2 separate regions of the Zea mays genome follow, and region 2 is linked to region 1. Evidence: chromatin contacts called from public Hi-C data. All regions are on one chromosome and are shown on one strand. The core of a region is the stretch at or near the end of the contact, and the rest is flanking DNA. Distances in the headings are between cores, read along the strand shown.

Region 1 (7,736 bases), core at 2,702-5,201:
ACTACTCCATACGTCCCAGAATTTAAGGCGTAGTCATTTTTTGTTCTTATCCCACAATATAAGACAACGCTATAGAGAGAATTAAATGCATTTCTTGGTCTTTGAACTTATATACTAAGACGGAGGGAGTATTAACTAATTTACTAAAAATAGCTAATAGCTGAACTATTAGATAGAGTGTTTGAATGTCTTCACATAATTTTAGCTAATGATTATTAGCTCTAGTGCATTTAAACACCCGTTAATACCACTTGCCTGCATATGCCACATCTTAAATAGTGATGGCTATTCATAAATATCTCTCAAGGCATCATTTAGATAACGTTGCAGTGCGAAGTTGGTAACGCGACTGAAAAACATCCATGCAACATAGTTTTCCAAACTGAATTAACTGGTGTAGTATGGGATGATTTTGGACATATTACTAAAAAATATCAGATGTGACTGTTCCTTAAATTATCATTTATCTTAGATGTGACTGTTCCTTTTCTGTTATAATATGTCCAAAATCATCCCATACTACACCAGGACCATTTCCTTCAGGGATCAGAATGAAAGATTTCATTCAAACGAGCGCTTCTCAGTCACACCTTTGTATTATTAATAATTTGTCACTAAACACTATCTGCAAAAGCTAATGACGAGAACAGAACCATGTATCAGCAAATTATGTTTCCCCCCTGTGTGCTCGTTTGTGCAAAAATTAACAAATACTTTTGATCCTGAACTTAGAGTGTATGACTCTCTTAGTTTACCTCCGCAACACCATTAATATTAATTCATGGTCGTAGTGTTGTTGCATCAAAAATACTCGTGGCTGAGCAGGCAGGTCTAACTGAACAGAGGAAGATGGCTCATTTTACTTTGACCTCAAATCAAATACTTCACAAAACGAGCAAATGAAGAAGGCTCATGCCACCTGCGGCGAGCACGACCTGCCACACTCCTATCGTCGTCATGATCACCAGCTCCGACGCATTGGTGCACCACCACAGCAGCTTCGTCATTTCACTAGCCTTTGCCCTCCACCACGTGATTCGCTTGCTTTTCCACTTCCCACAATCGTCTTCTCCGCCACCGTCGTGGCCATCGACCGTCGAGAGTAGGGGCGAGAAGAGGAGAGACGAGCTAGGATGGGACGCGGGGGTATGCGGCTACCTTATTCAAATATTTGCCAGGGTGCGCACACGCGAAGCCGAGGAACACGACGATGATTTCGCTCGCTTTATTGCGCACGCGCGAAGGGCGCGGAGGAGGGTTGCGGCCCTCAACCGTCGTCTCTGCTGTCATCGTGGCCATCGATCGTCGAGAACGGGGATGAGGAGAGGAGAGGCCAGTCGGGATGGGACATGGGTATGCGGGTAAGGCCTTATTCGTTTGTGCCGTATTGGTGGGTCGGAAGATTTCTAATCGGATTGCTTCTCTAATTTATATAAACTTTGATTAGTTGGAACGATTCTGGGTGCAATTCGACGTAAACGAACAAGGCCTAAGGAGTTTGGGATGATTCAAAAAAATTGAAGGGATTTTTAAAAATAATGACATAGGACGACCGTCGAAACCGGTATTTTAATATAGTAAAGGAAAGAAAGATTGTGCTTAGATGGCCTTCAACAGTTTCGTTGTCTGTTACTCCTCTATGGGCCTGTTCGGTTTAGCTTTTTCTGATCAGCTTTTCTGAGAATCTGGTTATGTGAAGAATTTGGATGTGGAGAGAATCTAAGTATCATTGAGATTACGTGCGGAGGAAGATGAAGTTATCCATAAAGTTTAGGATATAGAGAGTGACATATTCCTACTATTGCAATGATTCGACGAATTATGTGTTTATGCTGATTTTGGATGGTTTTTAACAAATCGATTTTATATAAGTTGATTGAAAAACTAAGCGTTTGGTAGTCCGCAACAGCTTTTGGTGTCCAGAAGCTGTAAAAAAGCTAAAACAAACCGGACCTATGTTACGTGTACATGTGTCCATCGAGTCCCTTCATCTGTCCCTCCTCCATTGCCCCTCAACAAGGATAGAAAAGGAAATCCTCCTCTACACAGGGAACTCTAATCTCCTTGTTGCAATAACCAATGTTTTTTAACTACAAAATTAAACATTTTCAAGTTTAATTAACTGCTAACAACTATATTAAAATATTACAAATAATGTAGTACTTTTTAAAACTCTAAGAATTGATGTAAAAAAGTCAAATATCTAAGTTAAAGTGTATAAAGGGAGTCGAATATGGGGAATTGTTGGACACAAGGAGAAATATAGGAAAAGGGGAGGTATTTAAATATTAATAGAAAGTACGAATAGTGGGATTTGAGAGGGGGAATAGTTGGATTCGGCCTTTGGTCTAGAGATGGTAACGAGTATATATTCGTCGGGTAATATGATTCTATATCTGTACCCATTAAAAATGTTTACTCATCGGTTACCCATACTAACTTGCGCGTTTTTTACCTATATGGGCTATACTCGTACCCGCACGAGTAATTTACCCATCGGATTACCTGTATCCACTAGAAAAGTCTAAAATTCAAATACATAAATCACTCAAAAATATCAAACAAACACATAAAAAAGTTTAGTTTAAAATATCACAAAACATAAACATATGATAATGTAACTCGAAGATTTTTATTTTAGCTAAGTTGGGCTTTAATTAAATAGTGATAATGATATGGTGCTAGTATATTTTATCCACGACCACCAGTACACGAGTATTAGTAGTACCTATCCATACTTGTACCCGTCTACTTGACAAGGTAGATGTTCTTAACTATTAACATACTAACGGGTAAAAAAAAACATTCCATACTCGACTTTATATCGGGTATTCGGGTTTTTGGTATCCATTGCCATATCTACTTAGGCCACTCTCAATGAATATTTTTATCACACTGTTTTTTAGACTGCCATATCAATATTTGTGTAGGAAACAAGGACTCTAGAGTTTCATTCCCATGAAACTCTCTCATCTCCCATAAAACTTCATTTTTCTTCATTAATTTGCATACCATGTCATTCTGTTTATTTAGATAATATGCCATTTAGGCTCGTTTGTTTGAGCCAAATTCATTCAGGAATCATTTTGATTGATCAAAACTTATATAAATTAGTCACGCAATCCAGCTAGGAATCGTTTTAGACAAGGGATTCGTGGAAACCGAATGAGCCCTTAATAAGAATGAAACTTCCATGATAGTGGCTTAGAGCAACTCCAACAATTCTTTTAAAAAACTTTCTAAACTCATATTTAGCAAGTTGCTAAATAACTATCGAGAGAAAAAATAGTTTGATGTTCAACGATTCCTAATATTTAGGGAATAATTTAATTTTGATCTAATTCTAGCATGCATGCTCTCGTCGAACCTGGCTGGCAACAGAGTCGAGAACATAGGACATTGAAGTCAGAGGATAAAGCCGGACGACACGACTTGTGGGGGAGCATTGGTCTGACAACACGGCCTTTGGGTGGTGGTGGTTTAATGGTGAAGAAAAAGCTTGTGTCACGTGCGTCATACCTAGCTGTCTCGTTGCATGGGAAAGGGGAAAAAGCACACGTGACCTAGCTACCTTGCTATGCAAGAAAATGAAAAAAATGAGCATGTAGGTATGAAGAAATCAACGTCAACTATGTTTAATGAGTTACTGTCTGGTTGCCAAACTTAAATAGTAAATAAGGTTGATAACAAATACCTAAATTTAGGGAACTATTGGAGGAACATTTTTATGTTCACTTCTTAAATTTAAAAATTATTTGTTGTTTAGACAATTGGAGTTGTTCCTGGCCCCACATCAACAACACATCGCGTCCTGCCGTCGTGACCATAGCGAAACCCACATTTCGGGCAGTATACGCTGACAGCTGACTGGAGGACCCGATCACCCGACTGTACGTCGTAGATTTTGGAAGCTCGTAAAACCCACAACGAAAAGACCAAATAAACCCAGAAATTCCACAGAGAGAAAACCAAACGAACCAAACAAGCGCAGGCGCAAACGCAAACGCCTCCCTTCTTCCCTCCGTTCGTTCCATCGTCGCTCCCTACTCCGGGGCGCCCTCCCTCGGTTTCTTCCTCGTCTCGAGCTCTCGTCTAGACGTCACTGTCCTCGCACCGCTCCCTTCTCCGGCATCCGAGCCGTAGCCCTGCCCTCCGCATCCACAATTTGATGCGGAGGGCTCGGCCGCCATGTCGTGGGGCCTCGGCTGGAAACGCAGCTCCGAGATCTTCCACCTCACGCTCGACTATGGGGACTACGACGACAACGACGACCATCAGCCCTCGTCCCCGTCCCCTCCGGCGTCCTCTTCCCCTTCCGCCTCGGCATCGTCGACCCCGGTATCCTCCTCCTCGCCCACCGCCACCCGCAACGGCGACGTCGGCTTCCGCATCGAGCTCGAATGGTCGGCGGGGGACGACGAGGATCAGGTCGCGCTCCGCCTCCAGTCCCAGCTCATGGTCGCGCTGCCCCCGCCCCACGACGCCGTCTCCGTCGACCTGATCCCGAGAGACGACGGGGAGGAGGAAGTGGTGCAGATCGAGATGCGTGTGGTCAGGAGGCGGGAGGCACTGCGGTCCGTGCGCGTGTCGCGGGCTCCCGGATCCGCGCTGGGCAGCGGCGATGGCGCGGGGGTGCTCGCGCGCCTCATCAGATCCAACCTCGCGCCCGCGCCTGCCGTGGATGGCCCCACAGCCGCCGCGGGCGTGCCAGTGCTCGCTGATCACTGGCGGCCCGTCGCCATGCTCAGCCTCTGCAACTGCGGAATGTCGGTAAGTTCGTCCTTCACTACATTGCCTCTCATCCAAGCGGAAAATTATTCCCACCAGCTGTCATTTCTATGCGCACTAGATTGACTCACAATCTATGTAAGAGTTGTAAGGGCCTGTACAACCCAAAGTACATGACTATATACATATCGTGTCTCGATTGTATTTATTATTTAGAGGCTCAGTATTGTATCATATAGTCTCTTAGTTGTCTCTTATACTTGAAAAACTGAGCCCTATGGCTGTACATGCCCTATGGCTGTATGTTAGTCTGACTACAGCAGTTCATCCAAAGTTTACCTATAAGCATTCTGCACTGTAGACTTACTGTTTGTAGATTGAAGTTTGAATATGTGTATGGATAAGCTGCTGAAGATAGTCTTAGAGTTGTAAGATTATACTTTTGGGATTGAGAGGTAACGTCATGTGAGCGAAATCAATAAAAATGATGGCGGTGGCCTTCCCTTTGCTGCCCGTGTAGAGATTACATCAGATTGGATCTCGTGTGAGTGTATAACGAATATGTACTTCGAACCAGTGTCATCTTTTTTTGCTTAGTTATCTACGCGATGTGATGGGGGCCATAAGGAATAGTTTGTTGTGTCTCTGATTAGGGCATGAGCGTGGTGTCTAACATGATTGCCTGACTGAATTGGGTGAGATCAACCCAACATTATCCTCCTTTCATACTTAATGGCTCATACTTAAAACTTAATTTTTAACTGTTTAATTTCTTAACTTACAATGCTCATACCTGATTGACTATGGAAAACTTTGAACTAACTACTAAGTATGTTAACAAGTTGATCATCTTTTCACTTTTAATCAAGCATATATCTGATCTGTACAGAAGTATAGCAATGGGACATTGGTTAGTAAGTAGTAACTGTACTTGCAAGACATCTTGCCACTCCTATTCATGTTATGTTAAAAATCCTAGCATTTTAGGAGTTTGCCAAGGGGTCAGACATTTTTTCCGATCCAGTGGAGCATGCTGGTGAAAGGCCAAAACTGTGATTCTATTCTTTATCCTTTTAAAAAGGATCAGCAGTTAATTGAATTGGACTTGGTCGGAATGGACTCCCCCCCTCCCACTAAATTTGAGCATTTCCCAATTGGAATAAAATGATTTAGTGCGTTGTTATACCATTTTTCATTCATGACAGTGCCAATACAAAGGAAATGAGGCCATGCTACAAAAGGGTCGTAAGATGACCCTTATGATGGTCAAATGAATCCTGCTGTGAGCCCATTACTTAAATTGCACATACATGTATGTTTACTCGTGCTATATTTATCGAATATTAAAATGTGATGATTATAGAGGGTAAAAGAAAATCACTTCTATAATGCATATGCTTATGCAATTAGCTGCTAAGTCAGCAATTCCAAGAAAGCTCTAAGTTTAGCATGGAGAAAATGGAGGAAGAGATAATTTCTTGTTACTTTGCTAAATCATCTTCTTGTATGGCACACTATTATCTGACATAAGCTTACTTTTTGATGTATTTTTGTTGGATGGCAAAAAGGGGCATTCAAGGTCTCCCATAAAGGGAAGGAAACAGATAGAATATTTCTGGTTATTGTCACAGCAGATATACTAAACTGGGCCTGGGTAGTCAGTCAGACCTTTCGAATGGCTACAACTACAAGTGTGTATGCCCAATGAGAGTTTGGTATAAGCTTTTCTTTGCCTCAGATAAGCAGAAAATCTGCATGCCATTTCATTAAGAAGAGTAACAAGTTACAAAACCAAAAAGAGAGAGAAAAACAAAGAAGCATCCCTGATTCAAACGGTCAAACCTTAGAACATGTGCACCACAAAAACAAAAACAAAGAAACAGCCAAACTGAACTGTAAACTGGATGTCATTTATTTCAAGAGTCTGAAAACATATTTTCAGGCAAATCTGTAAATGAGAGGTAAAAGCAACACAGGATATAGGAATGCTGCATTATTATTGCTGTTTCTGCTTTGGGAACAATACAGTGTATGTGTTGAGTAAATCCTCAAATTTCATGTTGCCTTCGGCTGTTCGTCAGCTATATATATGGCTATGAAATTTAGGGCGCTGGTTGGAGATAATTATCCAGTCTAACCATGGAGTCCTACAAAATTTTGGCAGGTACTTCCAGTTGAGTTAACTCGCCTTCCACTTCTCGAGAAGCTATATCTTGACAACAATAAATTGTCAGTTTTGCCCCCTGAAGTTGGTGCTTTGAAGAATATGGAAGTGCTGTCAGTTAACAACAACATGCTAGTTTCTGTCCCTGGTTAGTCTGCACTGTGTACATGCAATCAAATCTATATAACTCAAAAGCTGGTGCTTTATATCTTCTAGTTTGTGCAGACTTCCATTTGCTCAAGATCATATCAAAATTGCCCTTGGCCCTTGCAAAAATCTTAGTTTTATTTCTTTTTTGTTTCTCAAACAAGCAGTAGAACTGCGGCAATGTGTTATGCTGGAGGAATTATCATTAGAACATAACAAGCTTGTCCGTCCACTATTGGATTTCAGGTTATTTAATGTTTAATTGTGGAGTTCTTTGTTACACTGATGTCTTCCAATTAGTGCCATTTCCTCATTATTAATTCTCTGTTTCCCACAGGTCAATGCCCAAGCTCCGAATTTTGCGTTTGTTTGGAAATCCTCTAGAGTTTCTTCCAGAAATTTTGCCACTGCATAACCTCAGGCATCTCACACTTGCAAATATTAGAATTGAAGCAGTGGAAAGTCTTAAATCTGTCAATGTGCAAATAGAGGTACATAAACTATAATGGCCTTCTGTTGTTCTCTTTTAGGTCATCCCACAACTATCAACTTTTCTGATAAGGGCGTTTGAATTTTATTTTCAGACTGAGAATAGTTCCTACTTCATAGCGGCCAGGCACAAACTTGGTGCCTTTTTTTCTCTTGTTTTCCGTTTCTCTTCTTGTCACCATCCTTTGCTAGCTTCTGCTTTGGCCAA
Region 2 (7,736 bases), core at 1,434-3,933, 190 kb before region 1:
GAGCAGACCGTCTTCAGACCAGACCGTCCGGTCATGCCCAGACGTTACTCAGCATCATTCAATCGCTATTTAAACCGAACCTGAAAGAGCCAAACCAACTAGTAGTAGCGGAGATACACAAGCAGAAGGGTTAAGCACACATGTTAACTTTGTCGTGGTCCGACAGTTTTTTTTTACCAAATTATGTAGAAAATTACCAGTCGAATCTTGTTTCTCAAGAAAACACCGAAACATGTCACGTAAGATCACGAGTGATCCGGACGCGTGGTCCATATGTCGAGCCCTACCGCTGTATATATCCCCGTCCCCTGAAACCAACAACCACCAAAGATCTTTGGAAAAAAAAAAAAAGATTGGTGTAAATATATGCGTCGAGGACGAAGAAAAAATATAGAGTTTTTGATACTCTGTGTGCGACAGAGAATTCGTAACCCGTATCTCTCGCCCTTTTTTTCTTCTGGAAAGTAAGTGAAAGCGTGACGCCTGCTACCGCAGGCCGGCGGCACTCCTTGAAATGGTATACACTTGCTCCACCGCAAGCAATCCCCTGAACCTGGGGTGGTCAGTGCTCGTGAACCCGCAGTCCACAGAAACAAACCCAAAACGAACGCAATGCCGTCCGACTGCCAAATAAAATCGTCGGCCGAGGTAACTGTCTATAACCTTCCTCAAAACGATCCAGCGACCCCTCACGGCCCCATGACATAGATCGGTGCACAAGCATGCGTCATGGAAAAAAAACAAGCATGCTCAGTACCATATGTTCCAACTTCCAAGAAAACACACAGACATTGTCACGTCACACCACACACCGCGAGTGCGGCGGTCCTGAGTGAGAGGCGCTCGATCACTGCTCGCCAAATCACGGTCCACGGAGGCCAAAGCAAGCGAGGGCGCCATCAATCCGGGCAAGCAACTAGGACTCTAGGAGGATCACCGCCGGGGGGGCATGCAAAAATCTCGCCGGAACCGAACAACCGGCGCAGGCGTCTGGCCCGCGCACGTGCCCGCGGATCGCACGGACGGTGGGCACGGCAGAGCGCTGCGCCTGCGGGGCCGTGGGCGCCCTCAGCCGTGAAACGAGAATCGCGCCGGTTGGGGTGTGGGGGTGGGCGAGAGCCGATCGACGGTCACGACTCACGAGGGAGCAGGAGGCAGGCGAGGCGACAGGGGAGGGCCCGCGTCGAGTGGGGCTGACGACGGGGACACGGGGGCAAGCGCGCGTCGTCCGTTCGGTCGCCGGCCAAAGCTTTGCCTCTCTCTTGCCGGCGGTGAGAAGAGAACGGTTTACTGCGCGTTTTGATCTCGTCTCTCCGTCGTCACGAGTTCCCGACCCGTGCCAGGTTTTTTGTGGCCACTGCCGGCCGGGCGCCGGCGTGGATCGCTGTTGCCAGGTCTGACCCGCAGGCCGCGGCACGCGAGGGCCGTCCAGGTTCAAGCGGTAGGACGTATAGGAGGGAAGGGAGCTTTGTACTCTTGCAGCCATTGTCATCTTCCTTTGCAAATCTACGTTATTTTTTTTCTTCTTCAAACGGCTCATGTATGCAGTCTAGCACATATCCAGAATTGAGGGGGAAAAAAACTTAGAGCTACAGTACAACTTGCAATTCTTGCAGGCTGCAGCCATGTGAAAGTGTCTCTATGGGTGACCGGACGTACAGTACGACTATAGAAGCACAATTCTCAGTGATCTGCGTTCAGACTTGTCATCACAAACAAGCGAACAAAAAAGTAGCAGTCGTCTCTCATTTTTTTTTTGTGAAACGTGAAAAATGTGTCGACCAATTTTCTACGGAGTGTGTTGTTGCAGCAGCACGTACGTACAAAATGCGAAACGTTTCTGCGCAGGTCGGACTAATCGACTGAATGATATTTGAGTTTCAAATTACTTCCCTTGGAGTACATAAAAAAACCATTCCACTACCGTCTTACCATATGTTAATACTCCCTCCGTTTCTTTTTATTTGTCGCTGGATAGTGTAAAATTGCACTATCCAGCGACAAATAAAAAGAAACGGAGGGAGTATTAAATAGGTATATAGACGTTACAACATTCCGTACCTAGGCGAAGGTATATTTTGCCATGAAACTAAATGACATATAGCTCGCATACTTTGCACTAAGACTTTGTGGTTATTCCCTAATTGAGCCAAATCATATGGTGCTTTGCCTATATATGATACCATGGGTGCCAATGTAGCTATTCCTGTTCTATCTACACTGGTATTAAATTATATAGAATCAGAAATTTGAGATAACCACTCATGTGGGAAAAAATACCTATACATCTATATACATGCAACAAGCAGTAAAATATAGCTAATTGTAGGTAAAAATTAGACAAAACTATATATTTATAGTATAAATATTATCTTTCTTTAGGCTTTCCAAGATTTCTGGGTCTGTCACTGGACACATGAAGCATGGTAAGAAAATAAATATGCTTATATATAACTCAAGGGAGTGTAATAAATGAACAACAAATAATAATAAAAGTGAAGCATCGAAATTAAAAAAACGGAAAACACTTGAAACCATAAAATCCTCATGGGTAAATGTAAATATTAAAAAAAGCTTTACAGATCCAAAGTGCCAAATCGCCTTCCTTCTACTTCGCGCTCCCTATAAATACCTTGTACTTGTACCCCGCCATTCCCATTCCCATCAGAGAAGAGATAACCACACGTCCACACACCACAGACCACACGCACGGTACAGCCTCTCCGCAGCTGCAGGTGCATGCTGTTCTCCGACGAGACCCCAAGAACTCGCCAACCTATCCCAATTCCCAGCCACCCTTCCCTCTTTCACAATGCTGGCCTCCGCCGCCACCGTCAAGCCCTCCACCGCCGCGGCCGCGGCCACCTGCAAGGCGGCCTTCAAGCCGCTCCACCTCCCTCCCCTCCCCGCCGCCGCCGGCCTCAGGCCGCTCTCCCTCTCCGTCTCCGCGCGCCCGCTGTACCGTCAGGAGCATGTCCTGGCATCCGTGGCGGTGGCGGCGGCTGGGCGCAACGAACGCGCCACGTCCCCCGCGCCGCCGTCCGCCACCGCTGACGGCGCCCGGCCGCTGGAGGTCGCCGCGCCGGCGGAGACGGGTCGGCGCGCCAAGATCGGGGTCTACTTCGCCACGTGGTGGGCGCTGAACGTTATCTTCAACATCTACAACAAGAAGGTCCTCAACGCGTTCCCGTACCCGTGGCTCACGTCGACGCTCTCCCTCGCCGCCGGCTCCGCCATCATGCTCGCGTCCTGGGCCACCAGGATCGCCGAGGCGCCCCAGACGGACCTCGATTTCTGGAAGGCGCTGACTCCCGTGAGTATCATCGGCGCCGATTAATTCCTCCCTAAAGATCTCTTCTTCTAGATGCGGCTCTGTCTCGGTGTGGTGCTGATGCGAATCGTCTCGTTCTCAGGTTGCGATCGCGCACACGATCGGGCACGTGGCGGCGACGGTGAGCATGGCCAAGGTGGCCGTGTCGTTCACGCACATCATCAAGAGCGGGGAGCCGGCATTCAGCGTGCTCGTCTCCAGGTTCTTCCTCGGCGAGCACTTCCCGGCGCCGGTCTACTTCTCCCTCCTCCCCATCATCGGCGGATGCGCGCTCGCCGCCGTCACCGAGCTCAACTTCAACATGGTTGGTGAGTGACATTGAAATCGCCAGTTCCTGAATCATATCTCGGAGATACTTATGCTGATGACACATGAGAAATATCCCAGAGATAGTTTTCACGCCGGTTTCCACAGATAGTTTGTGAATACTGATTTTTTAACGCCCAATAATCAAGTTTTTTTAAAAAAAAAATACTAATTCTGTGCCAGATCTTGACACCTTGTACTTGTAGCAGTCGAAATCCCAAACTTTGTCAGTCACTCTGAACAGCATATTCAGAAGAAGGGTGACTGAACCTGTGTTGTTGTAACCCACCGCAGGATTCATGGGGGCAATGATCTCCAACCTGGCATTCGTCGTCCGGACCATCTTCTCCAAGAAGGGGATGAAGGGCAAGTCCGTGAGCGGGATGAACTACTACGCCTGCCTCTCCATCATGTCGCTGGTGATCCTCCTGCCCTTCGCCGTCGCCATGGAGGGGCCCAAGGTGTGGGCAGCGGGCTGGCAGACAGCAGTCGCCGAGATCGGTCCCAACTTCGTCTGGTAAGCTCACATGCTAGCTCCTTGGACCACTCACATGCTGGCTGCCATGCTAGCTGTTTAAGATTTCGTGTGTTCATTACCCGGAATTTCCAGGCCTCGGATCATTCTTAAACACGGTCTGCTCACTGATCTGTGTCAAAAGTATCTAGCATTGCCTCCCGAAAAGAGCAGTTGCGTGTGTAGGGACAGAGCATGGTACCGAGATATGATATGATATGAATTGTATGGTCTGCAATAGTCTGGTCGTCTCGCAGGAGCAGAATCGATTACCGTTTCGATATTTCCGTGATAATCAATCCAGAGCTGGGTTCGTGTGGCTAAATTAAAGGCTTCCTCTGTGCGTGTGCGTGGGCGCAGGTGGGTGGCGGCGCAGAGCGTGTTCTACCACCTGTACAACCAGGTGTCCTACATGTCCCTGGACGAGATCTCGCCCCTCACCTTCTCCATCGGCAACACCATGAAGCGCATCTCCGTCATCGTCGCGTCCATCATCATCTTCCAGACGCCCGTCCAGCCCATCAACGCGCTCGGGGCCGCCATCGCCATCCTCGGAACCTTCATCTACTCCCAGGTAATAGCTCCACTCCACACGGCTTGTTTCGAATTTTGATATCACAAACGCTGAGTTCTGACGAAACCGTTGGACGTTCCAGGCCAAGCAGTAGCCGCCCTTGGCGCGCGCGTCTGGCTCTCAGGCCTCAGTTCAGTTCACCGCCGAATCAGCTCGGCGCTCGAAGATATAACAGATTATATAACTTTTGAGGATATCTACCTAGCTTGTATAATAGTATTATTACTAGATCCTCTCTTCTTTTTTTCGTATTTTCTTTTTTCCTAGGACTAGCTTATTACTAGATCATTTCGTCGTCGTGTTTTCACTATGACTATGATGGCGTAGAGAGAGAGAGAGAGATGGATCCATCTAAATAAAAAAAAAGGTACCGGATCTTGTTTTGTCTCTGTGCTTTTGTTGCCTCCGGATCCTGCCTGCGTGCGGTCCAGAAAAGCAATGCGTGGCTCAGAATGCATCGGGCAGCCATTCCATGTTTGACAAGGTCGGTTAGGCCATCTTGTTCTCTTGCTGGTGAGGTGAGCGGTGACAGGTACAGCATGCATGGCCATGGCGGGAAGCGCTGTGCAATTTGCACACTGAGATCTTTGCGACGGATTCAGCGTTGGAGCGTAGCTCATCGTCTTGTTGTGCCCCTTGGCAGACTTTTATGGCCGTCCGTGTAACACCGTCTCGCAGGAGGCAGATACCCCTGCTCCTGATCCAATGAACAACCTCAACCTTATGGTGCTCTAAGGGCCGGCCCGTCACACTCTGGACTCCAACTCAGATGTATCTTTCGCGCTTTTTCAGATGATCGTGTCAAGACAGCAACGCTTTTGGTGTCAGCTGCTCCTGCTCGCGGTTGTGGCTCAAAAATATCTGAGTCTTAAAAACTAAACATTCCCGCCGCGTCTGACGAAGCGACCCAGCACCCTAATGCCAAAAACAAAACGTACCGAGTGATCTGAAGAACGACAAACGAAGTGAGCAGGCCAAAGTATCGTTGTCCAGACCAGATTCAGAGTTCAGAGCAAGGAACAGTCGTGTTTCGGAACAGCTCTACTCGACTTGAAAGGTCAACAATACAACTCTGTCTTCGTTTTTTTAATAAAAAAATATAAAAAAGCACCGAAGTGGCTGGGATTTGTATTGTATCCATGGCAAAAAAAAAACAGTTATACTACAGCATTGCGAGCTTTCTGGTCTGCACGTATCCTGCATTCTGTGAGCTCTGAGTAGGCTGTAGGGCGTTTATCATCCGATGTCCTAGACTTCTCACCTGGAGGATCAGCTAGGGCATTTCAAATTTTTGGCTAAGATGGCAGAGCCATGGCCCTTGGCATGTGGAGCAGGTGTACATCCATGCCCTGGTGTTCCTGTATCTTGATCCTGCGCAGAGTCAGAGTAGGCGGAATTCCGTATCTTTTGTGAGCTCAGTTCCTAGCAGCGTCGGTGTGAACTGAGAGAGCATATTTCTATCCCTTTTAGTTTTAAGCCTCTTTTTGGAGAGGATGAAAAACAAAGAAATTAGAGGATTCAATTCCAACAAAAAGTTTTCCTACAAAGTCTTTGGAACAAAGGATTGAATCTTATCGATTTCTTTAAAATTTCTATGAAATGATGTCCATAGCAATTTTTGGAGGAAAATAACTATGAGATTCCTATGTTTTTTATTCCTATGTTTTTTTTCTGCACAATATCCAAGCACATGTTTTATGACTTTCCTATGTTATAAATTCCAGTATGATTTCAAATAACATAGGCATTCTAATCCTGTGTTCTAAAGGAGCCTGAGCTGTCCAGTTGAACCAGAGTAGATAAAAGGTTGAACTCTAACATCATAATACGAGGACAAATAAATTATCACATGATGGGTATTTTCTGAAACATGACGAAGTTTATACTGGTAGAAAGAGGCGACAGAAACCAAACAGATGTAGCAAAAGCGCAGCAAAATAACTTATCATTTTAATTGCTTTGCTTTTAGCAGGCGGGAGGCACTGGTAACTGATAAACGAGTAAAAAAGGCTGCCATATGAAAAATCTGAATTTGCGGAGGTACTTGAACAACGTCTACCTTTTTTTATTTAATATAGATCTCGTATTTGATCTGCGGCGTAATGTGTTAGAGCATCTCTTTAAAATATAACAGCAAAAACATAGTTCAACATAGGCTCTATTTTACAAAAATTCAAACGATTATAAAGCTCCGTCTCTTGGATCCTAAATCCGTCTCTTGGATCCTAAATGTAATACCCTTGTATACCGGAGCCATATCCTCGTACACTATTCCTAACAACTTATTTCCTAAATAACATGATCTATTTACTAATATATGACTTAACTATTGGAGCTTCAAACGTTTTTATGGCATTAAATATTTTAAATGAGGTCCTATTTCAATTTTAAAGACTAAAATATAGGACTTGTTATTGGAGATGCTCTTAGTCATTCGGTGTTTCACCTCTCAAACACTTTGAGCTGTTCAAATATCTTAGTTGTAAAGTTTAGGGTTTCCAGAAGGCCCGAAGAAATCTGGCTGGTTGTAAGCTGAATGACGGTGTCTGAGCTGCACATCTTTCTCTACTTGCATAGTTGCATTGCAGAGTCCCGTGGCTGTGCTGTGCTGTAGATGGGTCAGGACCTTACAAAATCGATGGATTTATTTCATATGCAATATCATCTCCAACAATTCAGTGAGCGAACTGTGGGATTCCATTCAGCCAGTTACATTACATAAACCATCCTCGGTGTGATCAAGCTTTAGACTAAGGCAATCGCAGAACAAAATCAAACAAACACACAACACATTCAATGAAGATTCAGGGTGCAAAACTTCATTTAGCCAAAAGACAACCCACACTCAGCGCAAATGTCAGGCATTGGAATTTGATACACAGCATGACCTGCTTTCAGAACTACTAGTAACATTGAAATTTGACGAGTTTTTAGAACAGTAGTAGACCCACAGGTTCGATCCAACATCGAGATGGGCGATGAGAAACTTAGAAGAGAGATGTTCCCTTGCC

Evidence for each region. Hi-C and Micro-C count contacts between places; a contact is called where the count stands out from the background.
Region 2: a contact with region 1 is called in a Hi-C map of tassel, with 4 times the contacts expected there. The contact joins the promoter of LOC100281048 here to the promoter of LOC100272617 in region 1. A contact is called at or near these places in 3 of 25 Hi-C or Micro-C datasets (endosperm, leaf and tassel).

The regions. Positions count from the first base shown.
Region 1 is chr7:162,623,630-162,631,365 of Zm-B73-REFERENCE-NAM-5.0, reverse strand. LOC100272617 reads left to right here and starts at 3,951. Exons shown (of 18, transcript NM_001359664.1): 1 at 3,951-4,770; 2 at 6,893-7,040; 3 at 7,207-7,285; 4 at 7,377-7,530; 5 at 7,624-7,736. The coding sequence starts at 4,189.
Region 2 is chr7:162,810,492-162,818,227 of Zm-B73-REFERENCE-NAM-5.0, reverse strand. LOC100281048 (glucose-6-phosphate/phosphate translocator 2) reads left to right here and starts at 2,683. Exons shown (of 5, transcript NM_001367337.1): 1 at 2,683-3,313; 2 at 3,414-3,639; 3 at 3,932-4,154; 4 at 4,512-4,725; 5 at 4,808-5,100. The coding sequence starts at 2,813. The coding sequence ends at 4,819. LOC103633242 (60S ribosomal protein L36a) reads right to left here. Exons shown (of 4, transcript NM_001324190.1): 4 at 7,421-7,736. The coding sequence ends at 7,713.